Regions from separate parts of the Sus scrofa genome. Here regions 2, 3, 4 and 5 are each linked to region 1. Evidence: chromatin contacts called from public Hi-C, HiChIP or PLAC-seq and promoter capture Hi-C data. All regions are on one chromosome and are shown on one strand. The core of a region is the stretch at or near the end of the contact, and the rest is flanking DNA. Distances in the headings are between cores, read along the strand shown. Region 1 holds the start of MARF1 (meiosis arrest female protein 1). Region 2 holds the start of RRN3 (RNA polymerase I-specific transcription initiation factor RRN3). Region 3 holds the start of NTAN1 (N-terminal asparagine amidase). Region 4 holds the start of PDXDC1 (pyridoxal-dependent decarboxylase domain-containing protein 1). Region 5 holds the start of MPV17L (mpv17-like protein).

The links. Promoter capture Hi-C pulls out the DNA fragments that hold promoters and counts their contacts. A called contact is a pair of places that touch in the nucleus more often than the background predicts. HiChIP or PLAC-seq counts read pairs in DNA pulled down with a chosen protein or histone mark.
Region 2: a contact with region 1 is called in a promoter capture Hi-C map of fetal liver, with 4 times the contacts expected there. The contact joins the promoter of RRN3 here to the promoter of MARF1 in region 1. A contact is called at or near these places in 2 of 5 promoter capture datasets (fetal liver and fetal skeletal muscle), 4 of 47 Hi-C or Micro-C datasets (brain, mesenchymal stem cells, mesenteric adipose tissue and 1 more) and 2 of 2 datasets of contacts at active chromatin or transcription factors (alveolar macrophages and skeletal muscle).
Region 3: a contact with region 1 is called in a promoter capture Hi-C map of fetal liver, with 5 times the contacts expected there. The contact joins the promoter of NTAN1 here to the promoter of MARF1 in region 1. A contact is called at or near these places in 3 of 5 promoter capture datasets (fetal liver, fetal skeletal muscle and liver), 3 of 47 Hi-C or Micro-C datasets (embryonic fibroblasts, heart right ventricle and retroperitoneal adipose tissue) and 2 of 2 datasets of contacts at active chromatin or transcription factors (alveolar macrophages and skeletal muscle).
Region 4: an H3K27ac HiChIP or PLAC-seq map of alveolar macrophages shows a contact between it and region 1. The contact joins the promoter of PDXDC1 here to the promoter of MARF1 in region 1. A contact is called at or near these places in 2 of 5 promoter capture datasets (fetal liver and fetal skeletal muscle), 12 of 47 Hi-C or Micro-C datasets (alveolar macrophages, embryonic fibroblasts, fibroblasts and 6 more) and 2 of 2 datasets of contacts at active chromatin or transcription factors (alveolar macrophages and skeletal muscle).
Region 5: a Hi-C map of liver shows a contact between it and region 1, with 4 times the contacts expected there. The contact joins the promoter of MPV17L here to the promoter of MARF1 in region 1. A contact is called at or near these places in 4 of 5 promoter capture datasets (fetal liver, fetal skeletal muscle and liver), 14 of 47 Hi-C or Micro-C datasets (alveolar macrophages, embryonic fibroblasts, fetal liver and 7 more) and 1 of 2 datasets of contacts at active chromatin or transcription factors (skeletal muscle).

What each region holds. Positions count from the first base shown.
Region 1 is chr3:7,179,478-7,182,075 of Sscrofa11.1, forward strand. It overlaps MARF1 (meiosis arrest female protein 1), which reads left to right and starts at 1,285. Exons shown (of 29, transcript XM_021086172.1): 1 at 1,285-1,409. LOC110259860 (a long non-coding RNA gene) reads right to left here and starts at 1,157. Exons shown (of 2, transcript XR_002342264.1): 1 at 585-1,157.
Region 2 is chr3:7,570,704-7,573,301 of Sscrofa11.1, forward strand. It overlaps RRN3 (RNA polymerase I-specific transcription initiation factor RRN3), which reads right to left and starts at 1,287. Exons shown (of 18, transcript XM_021086179.1): 1 at 1,133-1,287. The coding sequence starts at 1,221.
Region 3 is chr3:7,534,124-7,536,721 of Sscrofa11.1, forward strand. It overlaps NTAN1 (N-terminal asparagine amidase), which reads right to left and starts at 1,300. Exons shown (of 10, transcript NM_214042.1): 1 at 1,216-1,300. The coding sequence starts at 1,296.
Region 4 is chr3:7,463,951-7,466,548 of Sscrofa11.1, forward strand. It overlaps PDXDC1 (pyridoxal-dependent decarboxylase domain-containing protein 1), which reads left to right and starts at 1,324. Exons shown (of 23, transcript XM_021086178.1): 1 at 1,324-1,531. The coding sequence starts at 1,511.
Region 5 is chr3:7,440,287-7,442,884 of Sscrofa11.1, forward strand. MPV17L (mpv17-like protein) reads right to left here and starts at 1,297. Exons shown (of 4, transcript XM_021086176.1): 1 at 892-1,297. The coding sequence starts at 1,201.

The DNA.
Region 1 (2,598 bases), core at 35-2,534:
CTGCATGTTTGACCTTGCCCTCCACAGTACCTGTCTTCAACAATGTCTACAGAGGTGTATTAGCTTCCCCTGAAACCTCCCCCACTCAATGTGGATTGCCTAATGAAATTGCCTCACATTATGAACTACAGGGGGAAGAAAGTTCTCTTTGGGCCATTTTTACTTACTGATCCTTTGGCGAAGTTAACCTGTTTCTCAACAAACTTCATCAATTAAGCCAGCCAACGCATCCTAAACTATGTCTAGATTAAATGTGTGCTTTTTCTCCTATTTTACAACAGGAAATAGTGAGCAGCTGGCAGTTTGTGATGTGCCTACTTAATTTTTTTTTAATTTCAAGTAAAAAGATTGTGAAGCAAAATACACACACACACACACACAAACAAAAAAAAGCAAAACAAAAACCCAAAACGAACAAAAAAAAATTGGCATAGTTAGCCACCAAAACCACAAGCTGTCACTGCCTTCACAAAGCTTTTGCAACTAAAGTCTCCTTTTTTTGCCCGCCCAATCGGTCACTGGAAAATTTGTACTTATTTGTACTGAGCTTTGGATCAGGGCTTTAAAAAAGTACATTTTCTTACTGAAGTCACGAGGACCTCTTAATTGGTGACAAAATCCAACTTAGTCTTGGCACACGCTTTATTATCTTCGCCAGATGGATCGCAGCTTCGCGAGGAGCCCTGCTGGCCCGAATGACTTCGCTGGCAGCCCAGTCGGAAGTTATTTTTTTCTCCGCTCGCCACTAGGCTGCACTAGATCAAGGATACTGTGGCAAATATGCATCATTTCATTAAAAAAAAAAAAAAGGTAGAATCATCACGTGACAAGAGCGGGTAAGAGAAAACAAAAGCCAAAACGATCGAGTTTTTCATTGAAATCCCTTTTAAATCGCTTTCCGTCAAAGGCCAAAGGAGCTGAACGGTATCAAATCCCGGTTAGCAGGTTTTTTCCCCCGTACCGCTTCACAAGCTCCCCAATTCTCCGCTTTCAGGTTCCTTTCCACTCCACTACGATAAGCCAGGGGCAAGGCCTCCTTAAGTTGAGGGTTTTTGCCAAAAAAGCCTGGGTCGCCCCCTGGGAAGGTCCCTATTTAGGGGTTTATCGGGAGGGGACTGAGCCTGACGAGGCTGCAGGGCCGCGAGGCCCCGCCCCCCCCGAGGTTCCCAGCACGCCCCGCGCGGGGAGGACTCGGCGGCGGGGGAGGGGCGGAGGAAGGGGCGGAGCCAGGGGTGAGAAGGGCGTCGGTTTTGCGACAGGGGCGGTGCGGTGCGGAAGCGGAAGTGGAGGGTGCGCTTGGCGGCGGCGGCGGGAGCTGCGGAGTCGGGAATCAAAACAAAGGGCTTGGGGGGGGCGGGGGGGAAGGCGGCGGGGCCGGAATGTGAGCGGAGGTGGAGCCGGCGGCTGAGGTGAGTTTGCTGGCAGCTCTGGGAGCTAGTTCCCGACGCTCCCATTGCTCTGGGGCCACCAGGCTGGAGAGGGGGAGAGTGTCCCCTCCTTCTCCTGCTTCTTGCGGGCGGGGGTGGGGGAGGCTAGCTAGTCCCGAGGGGAAGGACTGGTACCCACCGTTCAGGCCCCCGCTAAAGGTTCAGTTGTCTCCTTTTCAGGTTAGTTTACGACTGTCATTGCAGCGCTGCTGCTGCCCTTTGAGGGTGTTTGGCTACCTGCCCACACTTGTTTCTCTGCTCCCTACGGGGCCATCCAGGTGTGGAGAGCAAGCCTTCTAGAGGAGTGTGTACAGTGCAAGTTTAAGAGAGGAAGAAAAGGGCTGGGGTTTTTGTAACCTGCTCTAGCGTTTTGCATTCTCCTTGGTCTGTGAGCACTGCCTAGGGTGTAGCCTCTGGCTAGACCGAGAGTATTGAGTTGCCTTTTGGCCTGAGCCACTCCCACAAATTGTATTGCGACACTGTGATAGACCTTTTAGAGTTTTCCTGTTACTTTTCTGGTATTACCTAGAGCTTTCCGGTTACATCTTTTGGAATTTCCGACATCTCTGAACGGAAATATGTTTTGCATGCAAGTAAATTGAAACCTAAAGGATCTTCGTAGACATTTATTTAACTCTTCATTCAACAATAATTGATATATGCCAGACACAGAGAATACAGTAATGAATAAGAAAACATGGTCAGTGCTGTCTTGGAGTTTATATTTAAAATATTTAAATATTTTATATTTTTATATAACAAAAAAGCAAGCAAGGAAGATAATTTTAGGTAGAAGAGCTATGAAAGAGAACAATAAAAGAAACCAGGAATGGGATGGAGCCATGTGTGGTGTTGAGGACTAGATCAGGTGTTGAGAGAAGGCCACTGCTACTTTGACTGTCTCATTTAATACCAACAACAAACCTCTGAAGTTGTTACTACTATTATCAGGCCCATTTTACAGATGGTATTTGCGGTTCAGACATGCTGTGTGTTGTCCAAAGCTGTACAGAGAGGAAGCAGCAGAATTGGGATTATTAGGAGGATGAAGACAGTCTGACATCACAGTCTGTGCGCTCATCCACGTTCTGAATTGCTCAAAGACTCTGAGATATCATGGCAGAAGTGAGACTGCCACTCAAATGGAACAGAACTTGTCTTTGGCTATCTA
Region 2 (2,598 bases), core at 37-2,536, 390 kb after region 1:
TCATTTATTTTTTGTCTTCCCTTCCTCACACTGTAAGCTCTGCTGAGAGCAGGGACACTGTCTCTTTTGATTGACTACGATCCCCCATGTCTAATACAGAAAGCAGGCACTTAAGAAATATCATGAATGATGCTATGCCGAATGTAAGTTTGTTTCTTTTAAACACAGTAGATTAGTGAAAAACATAGTATCTTGCTAGTGACTCTCAAAGTTAAACCCCACAGTGTTTCACCAGGATCAGGGACTTTAAAAGTTGACTAGGATAAACACTGTTAAACAAAAGTGTGTCAAAACAAATTTCAGGGGTTCCCATTGCTGCTCAACCAAAACGAATCTGACTAGTATGCATGATGACGCAGGCTGATCCCTGGCCTCCTTAACTCAGTGGGTTAAGGATCCAGCATTGCAGAGAGTTCTAGACCGCAGATGCGGCTCAGATCTGACATGGCTGTGGCTGTGGCATAGGCCAGAGGCTGCAGCTCTAATTCGACCTCTAGACTGGGAACCTCCATATGCTGTGGGTGCGGCCCTAAAAAAGACAAAAAATAAAATTAAATTAAAAATTTCAAAAAAACTAAAAAAAAAATAAAAGGCAGTATGCCATTAGTGATGGCATTCAGCTGATAATCCATATAACCCAGGGACTAAATCTAAATCTAACCAAGGAAGTTCCCTCTTGGCTCAGCGGGTTAAGGATCCGGCGCTGTCACTGCTGTGGCTCAGGTCACAGTATGGCACGGGTTCGATCCCTGGCCTGGGAACTTCTACAAGTCGCAAGTGCGGACCAAAAAAAAAAAAAAAAAAAAAAAAATCTAGTCCAAGAAGCAGGTGGAACGAGTAAAAGGGTAGAATGCCGTACCCAGGCCTGGGACGCTATTGAGCGAGCCCAGTAAGAGGGAGTCCAGGGAGGAGCAAAAGGAACTCTGGAACAGAAAATAAGTTCATATTTCCAGCCCCTCTCCCACCTTTATTACCCACCTAAGGGACATGGGCTCCCTATTGAGAAACTGAACTGACCCTGTTCCCTCTGTTCCCACCCCCCACTCCTTTTCGGACCCTTCGGATTGCTCCCCTAATCCCGGTCCTAGGCTTTGGTCCCAGACGCGTAAGAGCAAGCGCCCCGGATTCTCACCCTGTTCTAGACGCGCCCAAGGTCTTGACTGCGGAGGCCGAGGTGGCAGCATCTCCGGGAAACCGCGTGTGAAGCAGCGGGGCCGCCATCGGGCCGGACAAGCGCGACGATTGCAACCTGCGCCGGAAGTCTTGTTTCTTCTAAGACCGCCTCCGTCCAGGAAGACTCGCGTGAGAGCTGCGGCCGTCAGCCAATCAGGAACCGCAACTGGGGAGCGCTGAGTGAGCTCGGCGAGCTAGAGCGCCACCAATGCGGTCTCCTCCAAGCCCTGCATCGGGCCCCTCCTTCTGCCTGGAGGACTTTCTCTGCCTAGCGAGGTGTTGCGCTGAGGGCGCCTCCTGTACAAGTAGGGGAGGGATTCGTAGGGCGGCACAATCCAGCCTCCAGGGTCCCAGAGAAGGGGCGGGGACACCGGCAAGTGCTAAGCCGTGGCTAGGTATTAAGCTTTTGGAGTCAAAACATCCGTCAGTCAAACTGAAGAACCCAAGGACCCGTGATTAACTCAAACCCGCAAAGAGATGGTGCCGTCCAGGGTTGGAACGAGTCGGCTCGATCCACAGGAAGCTGCTTCCCGTTACCTGCTGGCTACCCTCACAGACGCCCAAACTAATCTTATCCTCGCGGAGACAGGCTTGACGAAGCGGCTTACCCCTATACCTCAGAGCTTATCGTGATGCTGGGATGAGAAATCAAAGAGTGAGAGGAGACAGTTTCCAAAAGACATTAGCCCTTGAACTTAAATTTTTAAAGGAGGCACGGAGTTGGCCAGACCATAAAAGCAGGAAAGGGTCTTACAGGCATAGGGAACAGCAGGTGCCAAAGAAGGGTGGGTGAGAAGGAGGCAGAAGGAAAGATGGACTGCCCCTCCCCTTAGTCCTCCCCTCTCAGTTTCTAAGAAGGAAAAATGTTGCAACCTTTGGAAACTGTATAGAATTATATCAAAAGGACATTAAACCAGCTACAGCAATTTGTTAAATGTAAAGCGCTGTTCTGTTTTTGCAAAGGTGTAAAATCAGTGACTAAATATCTATGGTGGAAAAAAATAAACATTATTGAATAAACTAAAATCAGTAACTGTCTTTTGGCTGTCCCCAACCATTTCTTCCCTCACTACTTTATAGAATTCCTGCGAAACACTGGGCAGAAGTCATCAACGTCCCAAGAGCAGAGGAAATTGCACCCTGCTCACAGAGATGTTCAAGAGAGCTGTTTAAGTGGGACTCGCTCTCCTCCGCCCCCAAAGCAGAGGGGAAAACAAACAAACGAAAAACCTCACAGTTCTTTGCACTCTCAGTCAGTAGTTTAACTGTACTCTCCAGCAATTTGACAATTACTTTAATCTTTTATTTTTAAAAAAGTCTTAGATGTACAAAAGAATGTATGTTAATCCGACTAGAAACCATGAGGTTGCAAGTTCAATCCCTGCCCTTGCTCAGTGGGTTAAGGATCTGGCATTGCCATGAGTT
Region 3 (2,598 bases), core at 50-2,549, 350 kb after region 1:
AAGTTGAGAATCACACACAATTGTCCCCTTTTCCCTGGCAGTAACTCCTCCTCCTCTTTTGGGTCAGTTTCAGGGGCCAGTCTGCTCAATCATTAACAAATATTTACAGAGCACAGATTCACTACCAAGGCCAGCCCTAGGCGCTGAGGTTACAAAGTGAAAGCACACAACTCTGCCTGCCTTCAGGAAGTTTACAGTCTGGGGGGGAGATCAAGGAAAAATAAAACAAATATGCAGAAAAAAATCGTTACACACTGCCAACTGTTACAGAAGAAACCTCAAGAATAGCTTCTCTAAGCCTAAGAGTTGATTGGGTTCCCCTGCTTCACTCTGCAGAGTGAAAAGAGGCTTTTTTTTCCCCTTTACGACACTTAATTATCAGTTATGGTGTTTGTGCCACTCTGTGATTAAAAACCATCCCAAGCCTGTGAAAGTCCCAACTGTAGGGCTAGAGGCAAACACGGTACCCAATCCTTAACTGGGTTTGCGGCAAGTGAGAGACTGGGTCCCGATTTTTTTTTTTTTTTCACAGTAAGAACCCTTTTCCAAACAGTCTTTGCATAAGCACAGACTAAGGGTTCAGAGGTCTATCTAAGGACAAAAGCAGGAAACAAAACAAAACCCTTACATAGGGCGTGGTTCTCAACACCGCCCGGCTGGGGAAAAACAGAGTCCTTTCGCCTAAAAATAAAGAGCCCCCGGCCCCCGGCAGCTAGAAGACTAGGGGACCCACCAGGATGCCCCTGCTCCCGCCCGGAACAACTTCCTGCGTCCTGAGAACCCAAGGACGATGCCGCGCTCAACAAGGGTGGGGATCCCCGGCGAGGAAGTGAGCAAGGGCGCTGCCCAGATGTGCCTAAAAGGGCCAAGTCCGGAATGGGGGTTGGGGCCGCCCCGTCTGGGACGAGGGAGTCCTGGGGTGTCCTCAAGCCGCGGTGCTGGGCGACCTTGGGCGAGTCACCTAACCTCTCTGGGCCCCTTGTTCCCTCTAGAAAAGCGGGCCTCAGCAGATGCCCTCTAAGGTCCAAAGAAGGTATAAGCTCCAGATGCCTCAAGCGACAGCAGAAAGTCGGCTGCCGGGGCCCGGGCTCCGGATGTGCCGACAGCACCTCGGCTGCGCCAAGTTTGGAGTCTGATTCCGGGGAGAGCGGGTGGTGGCGGCGGAGTGAAGAGCTCGGGGCCCACCTCGAAACCCCCCGCCCAGGCCCTGCTCACCTCCAGAGGCGGGTGGGCTCGGACGAGGTCCCCGGCGGACTGCGGCAGCCGCACTCGCCGCCCCTCCACGAGCAGCGGCATCGCGGAGGCGGCAGCCCCGCAGGCCCAGGGAGGCGGCGGCCTCCCCGGCCCGGAGTCGCCCGCCGCCCCCGCCCTCGGGCCGGTCCGCCCCGCCCCGCCGCGGGTGCCACCGGGAAGTGGAGTCCGGAGGCGGAGCAGCCCCAAGAGGCTGAGGAAACCGACCAGGGGCGGGAGGGCGCCAGGCCCCATGGGAAATGTAGTGCAAAAGCGAAGGCGTGACCCTCCTCCGCAAGGGGCGCTGGGAAACGTAGTTTTGAAAGCGTGGGAAGTGCAGTAAAGGCAGTGCCAGGTTCACGTTCAGCCTATCTGGGCTGAGTGCGGGCTCCAATTTAGGTTCAGATCACGGCTCCACCACTTCTCAGAGTGACCTTGATCAAGTTTTCCCACGTTTTTACCTGCTCCATAGGATTGGATTTAACATAAAACATAAATCATCTTAAACGGAAAATGGAGCCTCAACTTTGCTGGTCCCAACATTTAGAAACCATTAGTGACACCTGGTGCTTGACATTCAGTAGGCACTCATAGATGGGCAAGGAACGGTGGGAGTAAAGATCATCAAGATGCCCACAAACCCTACCGACAAACACCCTGGCTTCTCACTTTGGAGCTACTCTAAAACTTGGAAATAGTATTCAAATGGATCCAACTCCACCTACATTAACAAAATTAATTTTACAAAAGGCCGTACGTGGTGAGATTAAAAAGATGGCCCACTTCACACAGAGCAAAAACTATTGGAACATCTACAGGGCACAGCAAGAGTTAAGAATCACCTTAATAAGCACGGCCTGGCAAGGGGAATACGCCGGCCCTTCCCCTCCAGGTGAGATTGCTTAAGCTGGCACCAAGGAGGTAACATGGGTGAAATGGAAGTTAAGTTTGCCTTCAAAAAACCTTTCCATGAAAGTGCTTCCTGCTTCATTAGACTTTCTCACAAGTTAGCCCAACAACTCACTTCATATGCATTTCCATCAAATCCTCACTACCCTAAACAGCTAATAGTTGTTTGCAATTTTATTTTCAATAAAAGAGGTCAGAGAGAGGCTAGGTAACTGGCTCAAGATCACACAGCTAGCTAGAAAGAGTAAGCCGATCTGACACCAATCTGTCATTTCACATTTGTATAAATTGGCCAGTTCTCACTAAAGAGCCACCCATAGCAGGCAGACAGGATGACAGACCCTGGAACTCCTACCCTACTTGAAAGCCTGCTTCTGAGTAAATGGGATAGAAAAATCCCTTGTTTTCATGTAATTCCCAACTTTTGTATAGATGTTCCTTAAAAGAATGTAACTTTGG
Region 4 (2,598 bases), core at 74-2,573, 280 kb after region 1:
AACGTACTGATGTCTAGAACTTTGGAATGTACCAAAATATAAGGTGTATTATGGATAAATAGATGCATATTTACATAATAAAGCAAATTCAGGTAAATGCTGTAGAATCTAGGCAGTCGCATATAGGTTTTCATGGTATAACAACTTTTCTAAATGTTTGATAACACGTTGATAAACGTGATGTGTTTAGCTGAAGCAGAGGTACATTCCATTTTTAGATCTTGGAAGACATAAATCTAACATCTTTCTTTTTGCAGAGTTCTTTGGAGAATCTGATTATTTCCCACTGTACATTCTAAACCTGCACACAAGGCTTCTTTTAGTAGAAAATATGCTCATTAACATAACTGGGCAATTTATCTAATACAAGTTAGAAAGCTCAAATATATAACTACTGCACTGAAAATGCCACCCAGTGATTTACACAGATTTCGGTCCAGAGATGCTCACGAGACGAGAAAAAAGGAATGGTCTTGGGTTTGCAATCATTGGTTTTCTACGGTAAAGTGTTTTATGGACTGCAGCCTTGATTGACTAGTTTATTTCAGTTTCCCTCAAATAGAGGGACTAATAAGCAACTTTATGTACTCTCTCATTACCTGGAAACACATTATGATTAGACAGCAGGGGTGGCAGCGGTTACAGAGGCAGCATGTGCAGTGTACCAGCGCTGCAGTCAGGGTGCCTGGATCCTACTGGCACTGCGAAACGGAGCTAATAATCATCTCTACATCAGAAGGCTGCTGTACCATAAAATGGAAGAGCAGTAGCTGATCTATTATCATCATTAGTATTACCTAACAAGTCGTAATTGTGACCTGACATGAAGAAGGAGGCTGAGCCAGTTCCCTCAAAGTCTTTTCCGTCTAAAATTCTGCGGTAAGGTCTGAGACAAATACCTTAGCGCTGATCAGCGCCTTTTTAGTGCAGCGGTCACTCTAGAGGGAGTCGAACACCTGAAACCCCGCTAACTCCCGAGCGCCTACGAAATCATGGGTGCTGCGCGTGCGTGGGGCCGCTCGCTCGCCCCGCCCCGTGTGGTAATGGCCTGTTCCATTCCTGAAGGGTGGCTATCATGGGAGAACTTGGAAGTCTGGGCCTGGAAATACAGGTGCGTTACAGTATCTCCAGCATTTTAGTACATGAGTGACTACTTGTAAATATTAACTTCACCCTGACGCCCGCGACAAGCTTCCCAAAAGCGTTTGGAACGGCTCCACCGTTTACCCTCCCCCTCTCACCTGGGAAGATTTGGGCTGGGCGGTGTGACGGCCAGGTACGGAAGCCTGGAGGGCCCCGCCCACCCCGCCCCGCCTCGCCCCGCCTCCCCAAGACCCGCATTCCCCTCCCCGCCGCGCAGCAAAGCAGCTCCTCCTCATCTCCGCCCCGCCGGCTTCGGGCGCGGGGGGACGTCAGCGCTGCCAGCGTGGAAACAGCGGCGGGGCGCGGGAGGCGGAAGTAGCGCCCGGGACCGCCGGGCCTCCATCGGGCTCCGCCGGCCGCCTCAGCCATGGACGCGCCCCTGGAGAAGGTCCGTACCGGGGGTGGACGCGGCGAGGCGTCCCGAGGTCCCCGCCTCTGGGGCGACTGTTTCCCGGTCGCGAGCTGCCTTTGTGACTGGGGAGGGGGTCGGGAGCTAACGGGCCCGTCTGAGGAGGCCTGGTCGCGAGGGCGTCCGGCCCAGCGCTCGCGGCCGGGGCCTGGTCACGTCACGGGGTCGAGGGGTCTCTGGGGTCCTTGTGGACCAGGCGAAGCTGGGCCTGGTTCTGCGCGGGGCCGCGAGCGACCCGGAGCCTAGTCGGGGGCCGCGGGGCCGACCTTCGGGCCTGCCTGAGCTCGACTCGCCTTCTCGGATGACGGAGCTAACAGCTTGGGACCCCAGAAGCGCTTAGAATGAAGCCCCAGTTGTTTGGGAGCCAGCCGCAAACCTGTAGGTTGTCTGTGGTCTCCACGTTAGGAAGGGAGATGTAAAAGCAGTGGTTTTTCATCTTCAGCGTGCCGAGGAATCACCTGAGGCCCTTGGGAAAAAATAACAGATTTTCAGCCCTGGGGTCCAGACCTCAAGGGGACGGGACCGGGATCTTTGGGTTTTGCAAGTTTCCCACGTGATTCTGATGCAGTAGTTTGCGAAGACTGATTAAGACCCCCTGAGGTCCAGAAAGGGGCGGGGCTCCTTTCTGTAAATTGTGCATTTCGTTTTGAGCCTGCTGCTGCTCCACAACTTTCTGGCTCCCCCTTTCCTTGGCGAGGGGAGACCCTTTTGTCGGTCGGAAACTCACTGGTGGCAGCGTTTCTTCCCTCTGGTTTCCCCTTGGGGGAACAGCAGCGTGATGTACCTGGCTGACTTCTCTGGCATGTGAAATAAATTCTAGCTGCCCTGGATTTAGGGCTAGTAAGCTTGGATTTCTTCATAGACAGCCTACCTTCAGAGCCTGACTTTCTGCCCTCCCTCAGACTCCTCCTTTTCTGTTTAAGCTTGGGAATCCGCTTGTCCAGACCCAGGTTTTCATGTGTTAGAATTCAGAAGCAGCGCTAGTGTTTTAAGAGTACTTTAAGTTTGAACTGGCAGAAATAACATATTTTGTCATTTTTTTTCCC
Region 5 (2,598 bases), core at 47-2,546, 260 kb after region 1:
CCTGGGACTCTCACAGGTTGAGTCTCTCATGGCAGGGGTCCAAGGTCTCCTCACATTTTCTGTGGGGTTTTTTTGGTTTTTGGCAGCGCCCGTGGCATGCCAAAGTTCCCAGGCCAGGGCTCAAACCCTAGCCACCGCAGTGGTAAGGCTGGATCCTTAACCTGCTGAGCCACAGGGAACTCCTGTGGGTTTTGATATGGGGATGGGACACCCCATATCAAGTAAATTTTGTTACCAAAGTAGGACTACTGCAAATGGGGGGGGAACCAGTCTCAACCTCAGATTCCACCAGCTTTGCCCCGTTGGTCTTGAATCCCACTCCCATGTCGTATTTGTGTTGGAAAGGAGTGTCACCCCCACCCCCACCCCGTGGAAAGGAGGCTCCCAGCCCCAGGTGTGGATTTTCCCAGGAGCAGGAGAGCCCCCACCCCATACCTTGCAGTCACAGAGGTCACAGCTGCTATGGGGTATCATGACATTCTCATGGATCTTTTTCAGGGGGAAACGGGGCCCCAGTCCTGCCTCCGGGAGTTCTAGCCGAGGTCCCAAGCCTCCTGAAACCTCCAGCCCCAGTCTGTAGTGCAAGCACAGCGTCCCACCCTAAGACACTCTTCCCTGGCCTCTTCAGCAACCATTCCTCAATTTCTTTTTCCTCAACCCCTTAATCCAAGGTCCCCGGACTTAGCCCTCGCACCTCTACCTCCAGCCTCCAGCCCCATCCTCCCGGTTCCCCGAACCCTTGCCCCCTCCCCCCCCAACAGGGTTTCCAGCCCTAGTCACTGGCCCCCACAGCCCCTGACTTCGGTTTCCCAACCCCGATCCCGGCCCGCTCACCAGATCCCGAACCCGTCCCCCAGCTCCGGCTCCCAGGCCCCCATGCAGACTCCTCACCCAGGTAAAAGGCAGAGACGGCCACCGGCCCGCCAAGCGCCTGGTCGCACAGCACCTTGGCCAGGATGACGCGCGGCGCGCGGCCCGGCAGCGCGCGCTCCAGCAGGCGCAGCCACACGTAGTTGAAGTTTCCGTGGAAGACCACGGCCACCGTGGCCACGTGCCGCGTCTGCCGCCAGTCCGCCCGGCAGCCCCGCAGCCGCTGCTGCAGCGCGTCGCCAGCCGAGAAGAGCGCGGTATAGAGCAGCACGTTCGTGGGCCAAGGGTAGCGCCCGGCGGCGCGCGGGAGTACCCGCCACCAGCCCGCCATGCCCGCGCCCCCAGCGCCTGCCAGCCGCCGCCGGAGGCTTCTGGGCCACGGCCTCCGCCTCCTGCTCGGCGGCCGGCGCCCTCAGCCCCCGCCTCCCGCGCACCGCGCCCAGCCACCTGCACCTGACTCCTCCCCGATGCTCAAGAGCGATTGGGCGCCCCGAGCACACCCAACCCGCGCCGACCAATCCCGTGGCCACTGGCGATCTTGGGGGCTGAGCTTTTGAAATGAGGCTGGTCGGCAAAAATGCTTGTCCCATTACACGAAATGTCCAGAAGAACAGTCAAATCCGTAGAGACAGAGAGTAGGCTAGTAAGGTACTGGGCGATGGGGGGATGCGAAGTGGCTGGGTGTAGGGTTCCTTTAGCGAGTGATGAAATATTTCATAATTAAATAGTGGTAATGGTTGCACATACAACCACTGAATACAAAGTGGTAAATTTTATGGTATGCGAATTATATCTCAAAACAAACGAAAGAAGGTTTAAAAAGGGAAAATTTTTTAAAAAGAAAAAAAGAAGGATACCATAACAGTTATCAAGGTGGCGGTGTATTTGAAACGTTTACATATAAAGAACACTTTCGACGCACACTGTACATTGATTGATTGTGTAACGTCTTTGGAGACAGTGTTAGAAGTTGAAATTTGAGACCCTTCAGAAATATGAGATGGGGTTCAATGAGCCTACTGCCTTCTTCTTTGGTGCCTCAATGAATATACCTCCCAAAACATACGCTGAGCTCCCAGCTCCTGTATCAGAGGAGCAGGTCCTTGGAAACCCAGACAGCAGATGTAACCTCTGACTTCCTGGAAGTCAGGTTCTCTTTGCTTCTCTCCCTCTATTTTTCCTTCCTTCATTGTCACATCCAATTCTATTCTCGTTCCCTCTCCTATTTGTTGACTTATTTTTGTTTATTGTTTTTTCATTTTTAACTTTTCATTTTGAAATAATTTCATACTTTTTAAAAAGCTGCAAATATAGTACAGAGTTTTCATATAGGATCCCAAGCTTCCCCAAATATTGACATCGTACAATTATCAAAACAAGGAAATAAGCCCTCATTTAATCCTGTTACCCAATTTCCAGACTATTCAAATGATTGCCAGTTGTCGCACCCAAGTCCTTTTTCCAGTCTGGCATTCAGTGGCACTCTGTATTGCATTCATCACCACAGTCTCCAATTGGGAGCACTAATCAGTTATTTAGTAAATTATTCCTCAATTTGTCAACTGTACTATCATGGGCTGCATTGTGTCTCCCCAAAAATATGCTGAAACCCTAACCCCAGTACCTCAGAAAGCGACTGTATTCAGAGACAGCCTTTAAAGAGGTGATGAAACTAAAAAGGAGGCCCTTAGATGGGCCCTAAGCCAATCTGACTGGTGTCCTAGGAAG